2 separate regions of the Mus musculus genome follow, and region 1 is linked to region 2. A link is a contact called in public promoter capture Hi-C data. All regions are on one chromosome and are shown on one strand. Each heading gives the region's core, a stretch centred on a gene start, on an enhancer-like site or on the middle of the called end of the contact. The rest is flanking DNA. Distances are from core to core; before and after follow the strand shown. Region 1 overlaps Phyh (phytanoyl-CoA hydroxylase). Region 2 overlaps Frmd4a (FERM domain containing 4A).

Region 1 (7,863 bases), core at 1,665-4,164, 450 kb after region 2:
GGACTGAACTGGTTCCCGGAAAGCGACTTCAGAAGCGAGTGCCTGGTGATAAATGCTTGTGATCCCCCTGGGAGGTGCAGGTGCAGACTCGAGGGTTGGTTGGTTGGTTGGTTGGTTGGTTGGTTGGTTGGTTGGTTGGTTGGTTTTTCGAGACAGGGTTTCTCTGTATAGCCCTGGCTGTCCTGGAACTCACTTTGTAGACCAGGCTGGCCTCGAACTCAGAAATCCGCCTGCCTCTGCCTCCCAAGTGCTGGGATTAAAGGTTCGTGCCACCACCGTCCGTCCGGCAGACTTGAGGATCTTAATGGCCAGCCATCCTGGCCAAAAGTGACAGACGGTCTAAAAAGCAAAACAAAACACTAAACCAAGGCTTGGAAGCAGTTATGCACACGAACACGTGTGTGTACACACACATCACACACAAACACATACATGCATACACTCAGACTCTTGGGGGATGGGAGGAAGCATCAAACTGTTGGCCCCTCGCCCTAGAAATTGCTAAAAATGAATGGTTTAGGGTTTTCAGTGCCTGCCACCTCCGAGGCTGATCATAATAGTTGTTTATTTGGCCTTCCCTGTTATTCTGCCTGTGGGGCTTTTGGTTTATAAGCAGCGGTGTGCCAGGCTTACCTCAAGCTTAAACTCTACAGGCTAATAATGTAACTTCATTTTACACTGAGAAACTAATGGGGAAAGACCCTGATTAGTGTGTATTGGACTAAAGCAGTGGTTAGACCTGCAGGCCATGTAGGGATGGAATATCACAGTCTGGTTTTTTCTTGGCAGTTGGATGTTTGCTACATTTTGAGAACCTTGGATATACTGGTACTAGATGTATTTGGACTGAAATTGATGCAGTCTCTTCACTACTCTTTGGATCTTATTGGTTGCTTGATTTTTGAGACAGAATCTTATCACGCATCTCTGGCGAGCTGGAATTTGCTATTATAGACTGGATTGGCTTAGAACTCACAGAGACCACCACCTCTGCCTCTTAAGTGCTGGGATTAAAGTATACACTTTTTTTGTTTTGTTTTGTTTTTCGAGACAGGGTTTCTCTGTGTAGCCCTGGCTGTCCTGGAACTCACTCTGTAGACCAGGCTGGCCTCGAACTGAGAAATTCACCTGCCTCTGCCTCCGGAGTGCTGGGATTAAAGGCGTGCGCCACCACGCCCGGCAAAGTATACACTTTTAACTTGAATCATTTTTCAATTTAAATGGCCAGATGTAGCTAGCAGCTAGTATTGGATATTAGATAGTGCTGACCAAGAGCCATAGGGAATATATTATGTAAGTAGAGTTCTAGAAATTGAGGCCGTATCTCCTCAGCCTTAATTTGCTTCTAAGCAGTGTGGATGCTGGGCAGTGGTGGCACACGCCTTTAATCCCAGAATCTGGGAGGCAGAGGCAGGCGGATTGGATTTCTGAGTTCAAGGCCAGCCTGGTCTGCAAAGTAAGTGAGTTCTAGGACGACCAGGGCTACACAGAGAAACCCTGTCCAAAAAAAAAAAAAAGCAGTGTGGATTAGGGAACAAGGAATGTTTTGTATTTGCATAATTGGGGTCATCCTGGGTCACAGCTTCTGCGTCTCTTTTCACTTTACCCCACCCACACCCCCATCTCTGTCATATATTTCAATATCATTTAACATTTCTCCCACATCATCAAAGTCCAAGAAACAGTGGAGAAGGGCCGAGGTGACCAGTTTGGAGCACTGAGGTCTATATGTCCTTGCGGCAATGCTATATTGGGAAAGTTGAACAAGAGTGGGAATTGTGAGGCTGGAGATGTGGCTCAGCAGTTAAGAGCAATGACTGCTCTTCACACTGGCTACTCTTTCAGAGGTGTCCTGGGTTCAAATCCCAACAACCACATGGCAGCTCACAACTGTCATCCAGCAACAAATGACCTGACACTCTCACACAGACATACATGCAGGCAAAACACCAATATGCATTAAATACGTAAATAAAAAAGTAAATAAATAATAGATAGTTGGCAATCACCTTTAATCTCAGCAGAGGCAGACAGTCTCTGTGAGTTCAAGATCAGCCTGGTCTACATATCAAGTTCCCAGTCAGCCAGGGCTACGTAGTGGGATTCTGACAAAAAAAAACAAAAAACAAAAAAAAAAAAAACCAAAAAAACAAAGGACAAAACAAAACAACAAAAAACAGAAGAGAAAGAAAGCAAGAAAAACAATAAACCGCATATGGTGGTGCCTGTCTATAATTTCACCTGGCAGGAAGTAAGTGGGGGGCAGGAGGATCAGTTCAAGATCATACGTGGCTACATTATTAAGCTCAAGGCTAGCTCATGTAGCATGTTCTCTGTCTCTAAAAGTCATAAAGCCTTAATTAATTAATTAATCAATTAATCAATTAATTAATTAAAAGCAATCCAGGCCTGACAATGCACACCTGTAACCCCAGCACTTGGAAGATGAAGGCAGAAGAAACTGAGATCAGATGGGCTATAAAACACCCAGGCCCTACCTTAGGTGCACAGTGAGATCCTGTTTCAATAAATGAGTGAACACGAGTAGATGGCAAGTTCATGTGAAGTGACATTGTGGGTCTCTTGGTGGGTTTGAGACCCACAGGCTTTCACTGTGTGGCCCTGACTGGCCTGAAACCCACTCTGTAGACCAAGCTGATGAAACTCAACCCCCCCCCCCTTTGCCTCCCAAGTGCTGGGTTCCACCCACACCTGTGTGGAACTGACACTCCAAAAGCAGCAACACACGGTCTACAGAGTGAGGTCCAGGACAGCCAGGGCTACACAGAGAAACCCTGTCTCGGAAAAACCAAAAAAAGAAAAAAGATAACAGAAAAGGGCTGTTCCTAACCCGTAGTTACTGAGTGACGGTTCAGTGTTTACTTCACTGGTGTGGCTTGGACTTTTTGTGCCCTAATGACGTCCAAGCTCCTTCCAGTTTAGCCTGCAGTCACACGAGGCCCAAGCTGTGCTCTCCCTTCTAAAGCGTGACCTTTGGTATCTTATTTGCTCAGTAGCTTAGCACAAGGAAACCCTGGGACTGGGGCTGACTGGAGCTACAGGTATAATCTGGGGGATTTGTGGCTGGTGTTTGGCAAAAAGGTTGTCTCCTGCCTTCTTCTTTCTTTTCCTTAATTCTCCCCTAGGTAGCCCAGCCTGTATCAGGGTTGGCTTCCCCTGCCAGTTTCCAGCCTGAACAATTCCAGTAAGTAGATCTCATTTTTGCCTGTTACTTCACTGTGTATGTGTTCTGACTAGTGTGTTACAGCAGCCTGACACAAGAGTTAATCATCTAAGAATCTGGATTGAGAAATGCCTCTATAAAATTGGGCTGTCGGCAATCTGGTGGATTTCTTAATTAGTGATTAATGGAGGAGGGTCCAGCAGCCCATTGTGGGTGGGGCCATCTCTGGGCTGGTAGTCTTGAGTTCTATAAGAGAGCAGGCTGAGAAAGCCATGGGGAGCAAGCCAGTAAGCAGCACCTCTCTATAGCCTCTGCATCAGCTCCTGCCTCCAGGTTCCTACCCTGTTTGAGTTTCTGCCCTGAGCTCCTTCAATAATGAACAGTGATGTGGAAGTGTAAGCCAAATAAACCCTTTCCTCCCCAAGTCACTTTTGGTCATGGTGTTTCAGCTCAGCAATATTGACCTTAACTGAGACAGCTTGTAAAAGTTTTTCTAGTAGTAGCTGGGATAGAATGTCCACTGTACAACCAGGTAACATAACATGCAGCAAGCTACCCAACTAGAATCCATGTAGAACACACTTTGCTTCCAGAAAATGGTCTACCAGTACTGCTTTGGGGAACTATGGAGAACCTAAGTTTTCTTAACATAGCTAAGATCCAAAAAGAAGTTAAAAAAAAAGAGAAAGAGAGAGAAAGAAAATACATAATTTTACCCTTGAAAAATCCAAGCATCACATGTCACGTTACTTTACTTCTATATTGGTGTTATTGACATATTGGCTAGCATTTTGAAAGAGAGAGAGACACACAGAGACAAGAGAGTCAGAGAGATGAAGAGACACAGAAAGAAAGACACAGAGACAGAGACAGACAGACAGATACACACACACACACACACAAAACACAATGGAGAGAGATTGTGTGTAAGAAGCAAGGTCTCACCAGGTCTTGAGCTTAGGACTCTCCAGCCTCCTGAGCAGCTGAGACAACTGTAGTCCAGCACCTGACATGAGTATTGCCTTGTTTTTAAGGGGAGCACCCAACCTTCATGAATATCGTAGACAAAGCCACAGCACCAACCTTAAGGAGTGGGTGGGTTGCTTCTGAGAGTGTACTGACTAGACTACTTAAAATGTATGATTTGGGTGTGGTGTGTTCCTGGAATCCCAGACTTTGCTAAGGCAGGAGGTTCCAAGTTCAAGACTGCTACAAAGTGAGACCCTAACTTAAGAAATATTTATCTTATACATATCACATATACTTCATTGAATTGATCTTCCATTTGAAAGACAATGCTTATTTGTAGCCATCCAGTGGCTTAAGGTCGAGCAGGGTCACCTGAAAGGAGCGCTGGGAATGAAAAGGCTGTGGGCCATAGAAGAATGGAACCAAGACAGTGTTCTGGTCAAGGCTCAAAGTTTATTTCTGCAGCTCCAGCCTATAGGCACTTCAGCCATCAAAGCCTCTTGAGAAAATCCCTTTACAAACTTAACAAAGATAGGAGCTCCTCTTGGCTACACACCCTGCTCCCATGACTTTGGCTACACACTCTGCTCTCATGACTTTGGCTACACACACTACTGTCATGGCAGTTCTCTGGCTCTTCACACTGTAGAAAATTTAAAATTCAGAATTTTAAATCATTACTGAAAGGCAACCATTGTTTTAAAACAAAACTGCTTTGCAACTGCTCAGCTACAGACATTGACATGCCCTCTCTCCTTCCTCTCCCTCTGTATTTTGTTTTATATGATTTTTATCCTATTATAATAAGTATGCCCACAGTATTCTGCCCTTCATTTTTAACATCTATTGTACAGATATAATTCCTTGGTTAATATTTTTTTCAGTAATACACATTTTTGGTGACTGTACCTATGTTTTGGACTTAACACTCTAAACTTTGTCCTCACTACTTCATTAAAGCAATACACATAGAAATGTTGAGTTGAAAAGTACAAATGCAGGCAGGCTGTGGGAGTACATATCTCTGGTCCCTTTACTCAAGAAGCAGAAGCAGGCAGATCTCTGAGTTCAAGGCTAGCCTTGCCTACCTGGCAAGTTCCAGGCCAGTTAGATTTGGATAGTAAGACAGATTCTTGGTATGAAAGACCTCCGTGGGGATAACCCCACCCGAGTCAAGAGATAGCGTGCACCCAAAGAATCAAGAGAGACCATCTTGACGTAAACACACAAGGTAGTTTAATGACGGAGCTCCGGGCTACACGTATCTCACGCAGGAGACAGAGGTGTTGACCCTAAGGCTCAAAAGTTAGGGGTTTATATAGGAAAGGAGTGGGGGGATAGGGGAAATTGGCACAGTTACACACAAGTGGGCAGTTTAAACATCAGTGAGCAGTATGTGACAGTAACTCTAAATGGAGGGTGTTTATCTTGGTTGGCAGGGCATCTGGCTAAGCTCAAACCATATCAGCAGGTAGCCCATTACTCATCTGAGATTGTCCTTGCCTTTTTTTTTTTTTTTTTTTTTTTTTTATCTCAGTGGCTAGTTGGTTCCTGGGATGACTTTACAGCCTTTGTGTCCACCCGCCCGACTCTCTTATCTTTATGGCTTTAAGTCTGTAAACCTTCTGACTAGGGCCTTGAATAAACCTTCTGGCTAGGGCTTTGAAGCCTTGAATTTAGTTTTCTTTCTTTCAGGTATACTGCTAGCTTGTAATTTAAAATGGGGACTTACTTGGAGGCTCTTTTTTTTTTTTTTTCTTTAGGTATACTCTGGATAATAATGTCCTCACCCTGGAGCAGAGAAAATTTTATGAAGAAAATGGGTTTCTCGTCATTAAGAATCTGGTATCTGATGATGACATTCAACGTTTTCGGTATAATACTTCTGTTTATGATTTTACAAAAAGCTACATTATATTGCGTCTCAGCCTTTTGGCTAAGATCAAGTGCAAAAAGCTGCATTACATGAATGCAATGGTAACACAGGTTTAGACTAGCTTCTGCGTGTTCACAGTTTATGTGTGTGGGTTCCAACTCATGCATGTGGAGGTCCTAGGACAACCGCACTGTCTGTCTGTCCCCTTTGTTCTCCCTGCTTGGGACAAGGTCTCTTTTTTGTTTGCTGTTGTTATTCACTGGCCTGAGAGCTTCCTGTAGCCCTTCTGCCTCTATGTATATCTTACAGAAGTAATGAAGGGAATATAGCTCCACACTCTCACATCTGCCTTTCTGTACTCCTGCCTTGAGTGAGCCAGCAGGTGCTTGACTCACTAAGCTGCCTCCCTAGATGAGTTCAGAGATTCTTTTTTAAGGATGATTTGTTTGGGAGTGTTTAGAAATGGAAACTCAAGTGCCAGACTCTCTGGCTTGGGTCTTAGTCCTACCCGTAATGTGCTTGGGCAATCTGCGTATGCCTCAGTTTCCCTGTTCTTAAAATGGGGCATTTTGAGTCTACTGGTGTCTTCGTGTTGTGGGAACAAAATAAGGGAAGTCAGTGTCAGGCTCTCAGACCAGGGTTGACACCCCAGAGGTACTACAGAAAAGTTTGCTTTTCCAATTTTTTTGCATTAGGGATGTTCAACCTTCAACATCAAATAAATCTCACTGCCAAATCTAAAGCCCCCCTGAGTGACAACATGGAACAATAGCTGGAAAACCCCTCACGCAACCTCTCGTGAAGGGGTGAAGTCAAAATAGGCAAAAATGATGCATAAGATGCCTTTAGGCCTGTGTACAGGTTGTAACGGAAACACAAGTGAATTCTGTGTTGCCCTGGGTCCCATCATGAGGTTATCTCGTTATGCATATATTACAAGTATTTAGTTTTTAAAAACTGAAATCCAAGACAGGTGTGGTGGCACATACCTTTGAGTCCAGCACTCAAGGAGCAGAGGCAAGCAGATCTCTGTGAGTTTGAAGCCAACCTGGTCTACAGAGTGAGTTCCAGTATCCCCAGGGCTTTAAAATGAGACCCTGTCTTAAAAAAAAAAATCTGAAATCCAAAACAGTTCTGTCCCCAAGCACTTTGGATAAAGGATGCTCAGCCTCTATTATTACAGTGTCACTTCTCAGGCCAGAGACGGGGGCTCACTGTGCAAGCTTAAGGACCTGAGTTCGAATCTCTGGCATCCATGTAAAAGCCATGAATGGCAGTATATACCTGTAGCCCAGCCCTGGGGAGAGGAGCACTCAGTGGCCAGCCAGTCTAGACTGCACACACACACACACACACACACACACACACATACACATACACACACATACACACACACACATACACACACACGCACACGCACACACACACACCGTTTCCCCACTGGTCTGCTGTGGAGGAGGTACTTTGAGGTAATAGTTCCAGGTAGAAGGCAGGACTTCTGGCCACGTTTTCCTCCTCCCCACAAGCATTTACTCTACTAGATCAGAGAAGCAGTCCCAGAATCTGCAAAGTTCTCAGCAGAGCCAGCCAGGTATTTGGAAGCCCACATAATAACGCTCTTTGTAAATCTCATTTCTAGAGCAGAGTTTGAAAGAATCTGCAGAGAGGAGGTGAAACCACCAGGGATCGTTATAATGAGAGATGTGGCCCTTGCAAAACAGGATTATATGCCAAGTGATAGGATGGTTTCAAAGATCCAGGATTTCCAAGAAGATGAGGAGCTCTTCAGATACTGCCTTCTCCCCGAGGTGAGAGCCCGGCCTGCCTTCCTGTT
Region 2 (7,564 bases), core at 4,867-7,366:
CCTTAGCAAGTCCTTTGAACAGCATGGCATTATAAAGCAGATGTATGTGAATGTCAACTGAAGTTGTTCCATGTGTCCATTTCTTCAGTTTCAAGGCTCTTAATGAACTGAAGGAGGACACCAGTGTTCAATGCCTGTTCAGCATGGTCCCTGCACTCCACATGTCCCTTAGCTCCCTTCCTGCACACTACATTTCCTCCTAACCATTTCTACAATTAATGAGTACCTTTCTCCTACTGAATACACACACACACACACATACACATTTGTTACTTTCTATTGCTGTGATAAAATACTCTGTCCAGAAAAAAAATTAGAGAAGAGTTTATTTGGACTTACAGTTCCAAGGGGTACAGTCCATCTTGGTGGTAAAGGCATAGCAGCAGGGATCATGAGGCTGGCCTGGCAGTCAGGAAGTAGAGAGATCACATTTCATTCACACACAGGAAGCAAAGAGAGGGACTAGGAAATGGCTATAAAACCTTAAAGTCAGTGCTATGTGCCTCCAGCAAGACTCCACTTTCTAAAAGTTCCACAGCCTTCCCCAATAGTACCATCAGCTGAGGACCCAATATTCAAATACAAGTGTCTATGGGGAACATTTCTCATTCAGACCACCACACTGAGCAAGGGTATCTGGATAGCATTGAAATCTTATTCCCAGAGAGAGAGCTGTCCCTTTCCACGAGTGAGTTGGTTACCCTCCATAGTTTACAAGAACTCACAGTAAGCACTTCTTAGTCACACCTCATTTTCTAATGTCAGATTGACCCAGTGAGACTCCCAGTCCTCTTCCACTCCTATCCCATCAGATTTGACCTCAAGTGACTTTCTTCCCCCACCCATTAGACTTGAAATGACTTTTAACATTTACAAAATTCCAAATCCATTCTGAGTGCTGGAGGAGTCTTGCTGGCAAGGATGCTAAATCTAACACATGTTCCCAGGGCAAGTCAAAAAGATAATCCTAAATAGAAAAAAAATGTTATTAAGATATGCTCTTGGAAAATTGTTTTCCAGCCTTTTACTCTGAGGTAGTGTCTGTCTTTGTCCCTAAGGGGGGTTTCCTGTATGCAGCAAAATGTTGGGTACTGTTTATGTAGTCAGTCTGTTAGTCTATGTCTTTTTGTTGGGGAATTGGGTCCACTGATATTAAGAGATATTAAGGAAAAGTAATTGTTACTTCCTGTTATGTTTGTTGTTAGAGTTGGGATTCTGTTCTTGCAGCTATCTTTTTTTTAGGTTTGTTGAAGAATTACTTTCTTGCTTTTTCTAGGGTGACATTTCCCTCCTTGTGTTGGAGTTTTCCCTTTATTATCCTTTGAAGGGCTGGATTTATGGAAAGATATTGTGTGAATTTGGTTTTTTCATGGAATACTTTGGTTTTTCCATCTATGGTAATTGAGAGTTGTGCTGGGTATAGTAGCCTGGAATGGCATTTGTGTTATCTTAGGGTCTGTATAACATCTGTCCAGGATCTTCTGGCTTTCATAGTCTCTGGTGAGAAGTCTGGTGTAATTCTGATAGTCTACCTTTATCCTGAGTGAGGTAACCCAATCACAAAAGAACACACATGATATGCACTCACTGATAAGTGGATATAAGTCCAGAAACTTAGAATACCCAAGATACAATTTGCAAAACACATGAAACTCAAGATGAAGACCAAAGTGTGGATACTTTGTTTCTTCTTAGAATGGGGGACAAAATTCCCATGAAAGGAGTTACAGAGACAAAGTTCAGAGCAGAGTCTGAAGGAACGATCATCCAGAGACTGCCCTACTTGGGGATCCACCCCATAAACAATCACCAAACCCATTCACTAGGCAGATGCCAACAAGAGCCTGCTAACAGGAGCCTGATATAGCTGTCTTTTGCGAGGCTTTGCCAGTGCCTGGCAAATACAGAAATGGATGCTCACAGTCATCCGTTGGATGGAGCACAAGGTCCCCAATGAAGGAGCCAGAGAAATACCCAGGGAGATGAAGGGGTCTGAAGCCCCATAGAAGGAACATCAATATGAACTAACCAGTATCCCCGAGCTCCTTGAAACTATACCACCAATCAAAGAAAACACATGGTGGAACTTGTGGCACTAGCTATACATGTAACAGAGGATGGCCTAGTTGGTCATCAATGGGAGGAGAGCCCCTTGGTCCTGTGAAGGCTCTATGCCCCAGTATAGGGGAATGCCAGGACCAGGAATGGGAGTGGGTGGGTTGGGGAGTAGGGAAGTAGAGAGGTGATAGGGGATTTTCGGAGGGGAAACTAGGAACGGGGATAACATTTGAAATGTAAATAAAGAAAATATCTAATAAAAATTTTTTTTAAAAAGATATGCTCTTGCTGTGAAACTCAAGCTAGCCTTGAATCCCCCATTCCTCCTTACTGTAGCCTCCTAAGTGTTGGGGTTACAGGTGTGTAACCCAGTGCCCAGCTCAAAATACTTCCAGAAACAGCAAGCATCACAGATACACTGTGGCCACTTTGAAAGATATGGCAGTCATTCTGATGGATAAGTGATGATCCACTGTGTTATAAAAGCAGTGAACTTGCTGTGTCACCACAACCCATAAATTAACTCAGCCCAACATCTTCTGGAAGGAATGGCAGCATTTATAGTCAAGCACATCCCACAACACGTTCTTAAGCTTGGGAACTCAAATCTTGCAGCATCTTTCATAATTCATTTGTAAAACTCTGAGATGAGCCACATGCATCCCTCCACAATCCCAGTGTAGACTTCTTCCTATCAAGGAAGAAAGAATTGACGTCCAATCTTGGGTGTTCTATTGGTTTAGACTCAGATTGTAGCATGCACCAGGAAGCAGAGAGCACTGGATGCAGTTGGTGTGTCAAGGTGGGGTTTTGTGGGGAGCCGCCCTCACATTCGCCGTTGCAAGATGGCGCTGACATCCTGTGTTCTAAGTGGTAAACAAATAATCTGCGCATGTGCCAAGGGTAGTTCTCCACCCCATGTGCTCTGCCTTCCCTGTGATGACAACTCGGCCGATGGGCTGCAGCCAATCAGGGAGTGACACGTCCTAGGCGGAGGATAATTCTCCTTAAAAGGGACGGGGTTTCGCCATTCTTGCTCTTGCTCTTGCTCTTGCTCTATTGCGCTCTGGCTCCTAAAGATGTAAGCAATAGAGCTCTTGCTCTTGCTCTCTTGCTCTCTGGCTCCTGAAGATGTAAGCAATAAAGCTTTGCCGCAGAAGATTCCGGTTTGTTGCGTCTTTCCTGGCCGGTCCCGAACGTGTGTAAGAGGGTTTCCCATTGGTCTCTCATTTCCAGGGAAGGAAGTGTTACTGTCACTTCAACCCCATGGGGTTCTAAGTGGTTTTCACTTCTGAGCTGCTGCTCACTGATAGAAGAGGAGGCAGAAACAACTGCCTGATCCCTGGGCCTGTGTCTGCCCTGCACAATGGACAATCTCACAGGATTATGAGGTTAAACAATGTGTAAAAAGTGCTTAGCACAGTGCCTACCACACAGCGAGGACAGCTCCTGACCCATCAGGCAGGTCAGTGTAGGGATGTTAGACTTGACAATAGTACAAATGCAGTCTTTGTTCAGTAAAAATCGTGCTTTGAATTTTGTATCTGGATGGTTTCTCTGGGTCAGGCTGTGTGCTACAATCTCTAAGGATGCCAAGAGCCAGAGCCCAATGTGATCACCAGGCAGAAGCAGCCACACTGGGGAGGGTGTGTTTAACCTTTCAATGTAGCTCATGATCTTAAGTAAGTTTGCCATTTTGTCATGGGCTGCATTCAGGGTACCCTTGAGCTCATACCTGTAGCCATGTGTTGCTAAACTCTGGTATTCATATTCAATAAATTTGGGCTTAACATTTTCCAATTACACTGGGTAGATCAGAAAGTAACCTTATTCCAAGAATAGGAAGGGGTCTGCCTGTGTTTGCTAAATAGACCAAGAACTCTTCCTGTCAGAGCAGTATAAGGTAGGGAAGGAAAGACACCAGGCTGGACAGACCCACTAAAGAGCAAAAATGTCATTTGTTGACAGAACCAATCTTACTGAGCCTCCAGTTGCTGCCAAGACTTCCCACTTGGCTGTTTTATACAGCAGCATCCTAATGGTCTGTTTCTTTTGGTCTTTCTCCTTCTCTATTCTCTCTCTTCCTCCCTCACTCTTGGCTTCATCTCTCTGTGTACCTCATGTAGCCCAGGATAGCCTCAAACTTGCTATGCAGCAGAAGATAATCATGAACTCCTGCTCCTCCTGCCTCTATTTCTCGTGGAACCCCATGAAGTACTCATGCACCATGACAACCAGTTTTATGCTGCTTGGATGATTAAACACAGGGCTTTGTGCGTGCCAGGCAAGAACCTTCCTTCCAACTGAACCACATCCAAGCCTCTCTTTGGATTTTACAAAAGTCATTTGTGTTTCTGCAGTGTGCCTGAGTTCTCAGGCATTTCACTGAGAACATGCTAGAGACCCAAGATGATGACGTGACTTAGCAAAAGTCTCTCGTGAGTTAATCTTCCCTTCTGTGTTCTTCTTCCAGCCCAAGCTTTTGGCCAAGGAGCTTCTTGACCTCGTGGCCTCTCATTTCAACCTGAAGGAGAAGGAGTACTTTGGAATAGCATTCACAGATGAGACGTAAGTGCTGTCCAGAGCCCACAGACCCCAAACAAAAGAGCAGGATGTCAAATTACCCTCTCTCTGCTGTGCACAGCAAAATCAGGCTGCAGGCCACTTGGGTCCCATGGGGGCTACAGGGTCAGTCCAAGTTCACCATCTGAATTTCAAAAGCCGGTGATCATGCCTGGAGTGGCCAAAGGATATAATTAGATAGATGCTAATATTATGAAATTATTAGGTAATGTTCTTTAACCAAGCAGATTTGTGTTCAGATGAATGTCTAAAATGTTTATTTTTTTTAAAGAGTAGATCTGTGTGGGTTTAGTCTTTATTAAGGTTAAATGAAAACTTCTGGAAAGTAAATGTTGCTCTCCAGTGTTGAAGTAACAATAACAGGAAGTGGACTTGATGATAAATTCAGAGTGAGAGATGATCTGGGCGAGTTCACACTCTAAGCTGAAATAGAAGACAGCATCAGAGTTCCTATCGCCCATCTGAGGTGAAATGTTTGTTTTCAGCAACCTTCCAGTTTGCTGGGTACCATCATGTTATATAATAAAGGAAGGCATAGGCTCCATGGATGATGTTTCAATCTCTTACTATACTGTTACCAAAGAGTTCAGTGAAGATTGGCCCAAATTCTTAGATAAGGATATCTAAGCTAAGGACTGGGGGTGCAGTGAGGGGTGAAGCACTTCCCTAGGCATGTGTGGTCCTTGGTTCCACTGTAACTGGATGACAAATGTCTAAGAGATGTCAGTAGTTCCTCCACACAAAGAACTAAAATGAGTGGGGCCAGGCTGGAAGTCTATTAACCAGATGCCAGCTTGGGTCTTTACAGGACTCCTGCATCTTCGCCTTTCCCCTACTGGATATGCCTAGACACCTGCCCCCACAGCTTCCCACAGTTCCTCCTCTCAGTGTTTTCTGGGAACAAGAACTAACCATCTCTGAGAGCCTGCTCGTACTTTCCCTGTCTGCCCACGTTCTTCACACTCTGCTTCCCCCCCTCCCCCCCCCCCCCCCCGCACCAGGAAACAAAACAAAACAATAACCTCCTTTAGACAGATGTTCCCGAAATCTCCTCTGTCTGTATCTATGCCCGCACACCCCTGTGCATGCTCAAATGCCCAGGTGAGGTTACTGGCTGGCAAGGCCAGTACAGTCAAGCCCAGCCCCCAGGAATGAGGTGGGGCCATTGAGGTAGGATGGAAGCAAGAATAGGCAGCTTCTGTGTTGGTCAGTAGGAAAGCCACCTTAGGCGACCTTGGCTATGGTTGATCTTGGAGATCTGTGAGTTTGCAAGATGTCCACACGTAAGCCTGGGGCTCTGACTTCAATCCCCAGAATTTAAGTTTAAAAATAAAAGCCAAATTTGGTCCATGACACATGTAATCCCAACATAGGGAAGTGTATTAGAAATTCCAGCCAGCAAAGAATCAGCCATGAGCTCAGACAGGAAAGCTGTTCTTTGTTTAGGAGTGGGCAGGAGCCCAGGCTAATGCTCTGGGAAGGCCTGGCAGTCCTCCACAATTTCTTACAACTTTTACAGCTCAGCTGAGCTCAGGTGACAGTGTGGCCACCAGAGGACAGTCTCTGAGTCCCATGCCTACCAAAAGGAATTTCTGTCAAGCTAGGCATGTGCACAGAAACAAATTGCAGACATGAACATTTTACAGGTAGACATTTTGAAGCTAGCATTAAAAGCATACAAACATTTGAAATGACAATAAAAAAGTATCCTGTTTTGTTAGGCACAGTGAGTGGCACAGGGCTAACAAAGTCTCAGGGCTTTAATCTCAGGGGGCAGCAGTGGGAGGATCCTACAGCGTTCCAGGACAGCCCAGCTACCTAGAGAGACCCTGTCTCAAAAACAAAAACAAACACATAAAACCTAACAGCAATAATGATTTCTTAGCAAACAGGATCTGCTGTAGAACCTTACGGTACTCTGGCAAGTTTTTGCCTTCCCTGGATACAGAATGTGAACAGGTTGGCAGAAGCCAGCATACTTAAATAAAATTTTAACTCATTTTAATTCTGCACACTCCTTTTTAGACAAAGATTTGCAGTAGTCTATCATAGAATAAAGTACTGATTTGATTTTCTTAGGCTGTATCTATAAGCCTACAAAATATATGTTCATATCACCTCCTCAGAGACAAACTGACCTCTTGGGCTCACTGTCTCTCCAACTTAACCTGTTTGGCAGTGAGAAACCTTAGCTCAAGAAATATGGTTGGGGACTGGAGAAGTAGCTCAGCAGTTAAGAGTGTTTGCTGTTCTTCCAAAGGAACTAAGCTTGGTTCCCAGCACCCACAGAGGGGGACTGACAACCATCAGTAACTGCAGCTGGCCTCAGATGGGGATGATCTGGCCTCTACAGACACCCACACATACATGCACATGAAAGTAATAAATAAAGATATCAAACTTTCCAAAAGAAAGAAGAAAGGTGAGCAGTGACTGAGTAACAAAACAACAAAACCCAAGCTATCCTGACTCCCACATGCACACACACACATGCACACCTGTACACACACATGTGCACCTCACATAAAAGTGACTTTTGGAGCAGTGGTGTGGACAGAAGCAGAGGCAAGGGCAAAGCCCGAGCTTACTTACAAAAGGAGTAGGGTCAGTCCTGGGGCTGCAGCCCATAGGGCACCGAGGTAGAAGGCAGTCTTGCTGGTCTTCTCTGGTCTAGACGGACCTGCACCAGCAGACCAGGAGAGATGCAGGCAGGTAATAAAGAAGAAATGCTTTAAATAGCACATGTGTAGAAAGAAAAACTGACTTTCATGAACACAAGCATTCTCTCCCGTCCCTGCTGAGAATCCCCAGAAGCATGATCCCCTAATTACTCTCCATGCCGCCACTGATTGGAAGGAAACTGTAAGTCTCAACTAATCACAGCCCCATTGTTCCCATTTCCCAAGTTAGTTTATTCCATTCA

What was found. Capture Hi-C pulls out chosen DNA fragments and counts their contacts.
Region 1: a contact with region 2 is called in a promoter capture Hi-C map of adipose tissue. The contact joins two enhancer-like sites. A contact is called at or near these places in 1 of 115 datasets of contacts at active chromatin or transcription factors (microglia) and 1 of 9 other capture datasets (adipose tissue).

Annotation. Positions count from the first base shown.
Region 1 is chr2:4,919,682-4,927,544 of GRCm38.p6, forward strand. Phyh (phytanoyl-CoA hydroxylase) reads left to right here. Exons shown (of 9, transcript NM_010726.2): 2 at 3,147-3,205; 3 at 5,917-6,027; 4 at 7,669-7,837. Among named protein-coding and RNA genes, the nearest start is that of Phyh, 4.6 kb to the left of the region's middle. Within about 2 kb of position 2,915, at least 36 of the 459 cell types and tissues checked have an H3K27ac peak or open chromatin away from gene starts, as enhancers often do. A contact at or near this core is called in adipose tissue, where this site is marked.
Region 2 is chr2:4,468,590-4,476,153 of GRCm38.p6, forward strand. It overlaps Frmd4a (FERM domain containing 4A), which reads left to right. Exons shown (of 23, transcript NM_172475.3): 3 at 4,532-4,626. It overlaps Gm39751 (a long non-coding RNA gene), which reads right to left. Exons shown (of 5, transcript XR_865941.3): 4 at 7,234-7,321; 5 at 309-4,792. Among named protein-coding and RNA genes, the nearest start is that of Gm39751, 41 kb to the right of the region's middle. Within about 2 kb of position 6,117, at least 31 of the 459 cell types and tissues checked have an H3K27ac peak or open chromatin away from gene starts, as enhancers often do. A contact at or near this core is called in adipose tissue, where this site is marked.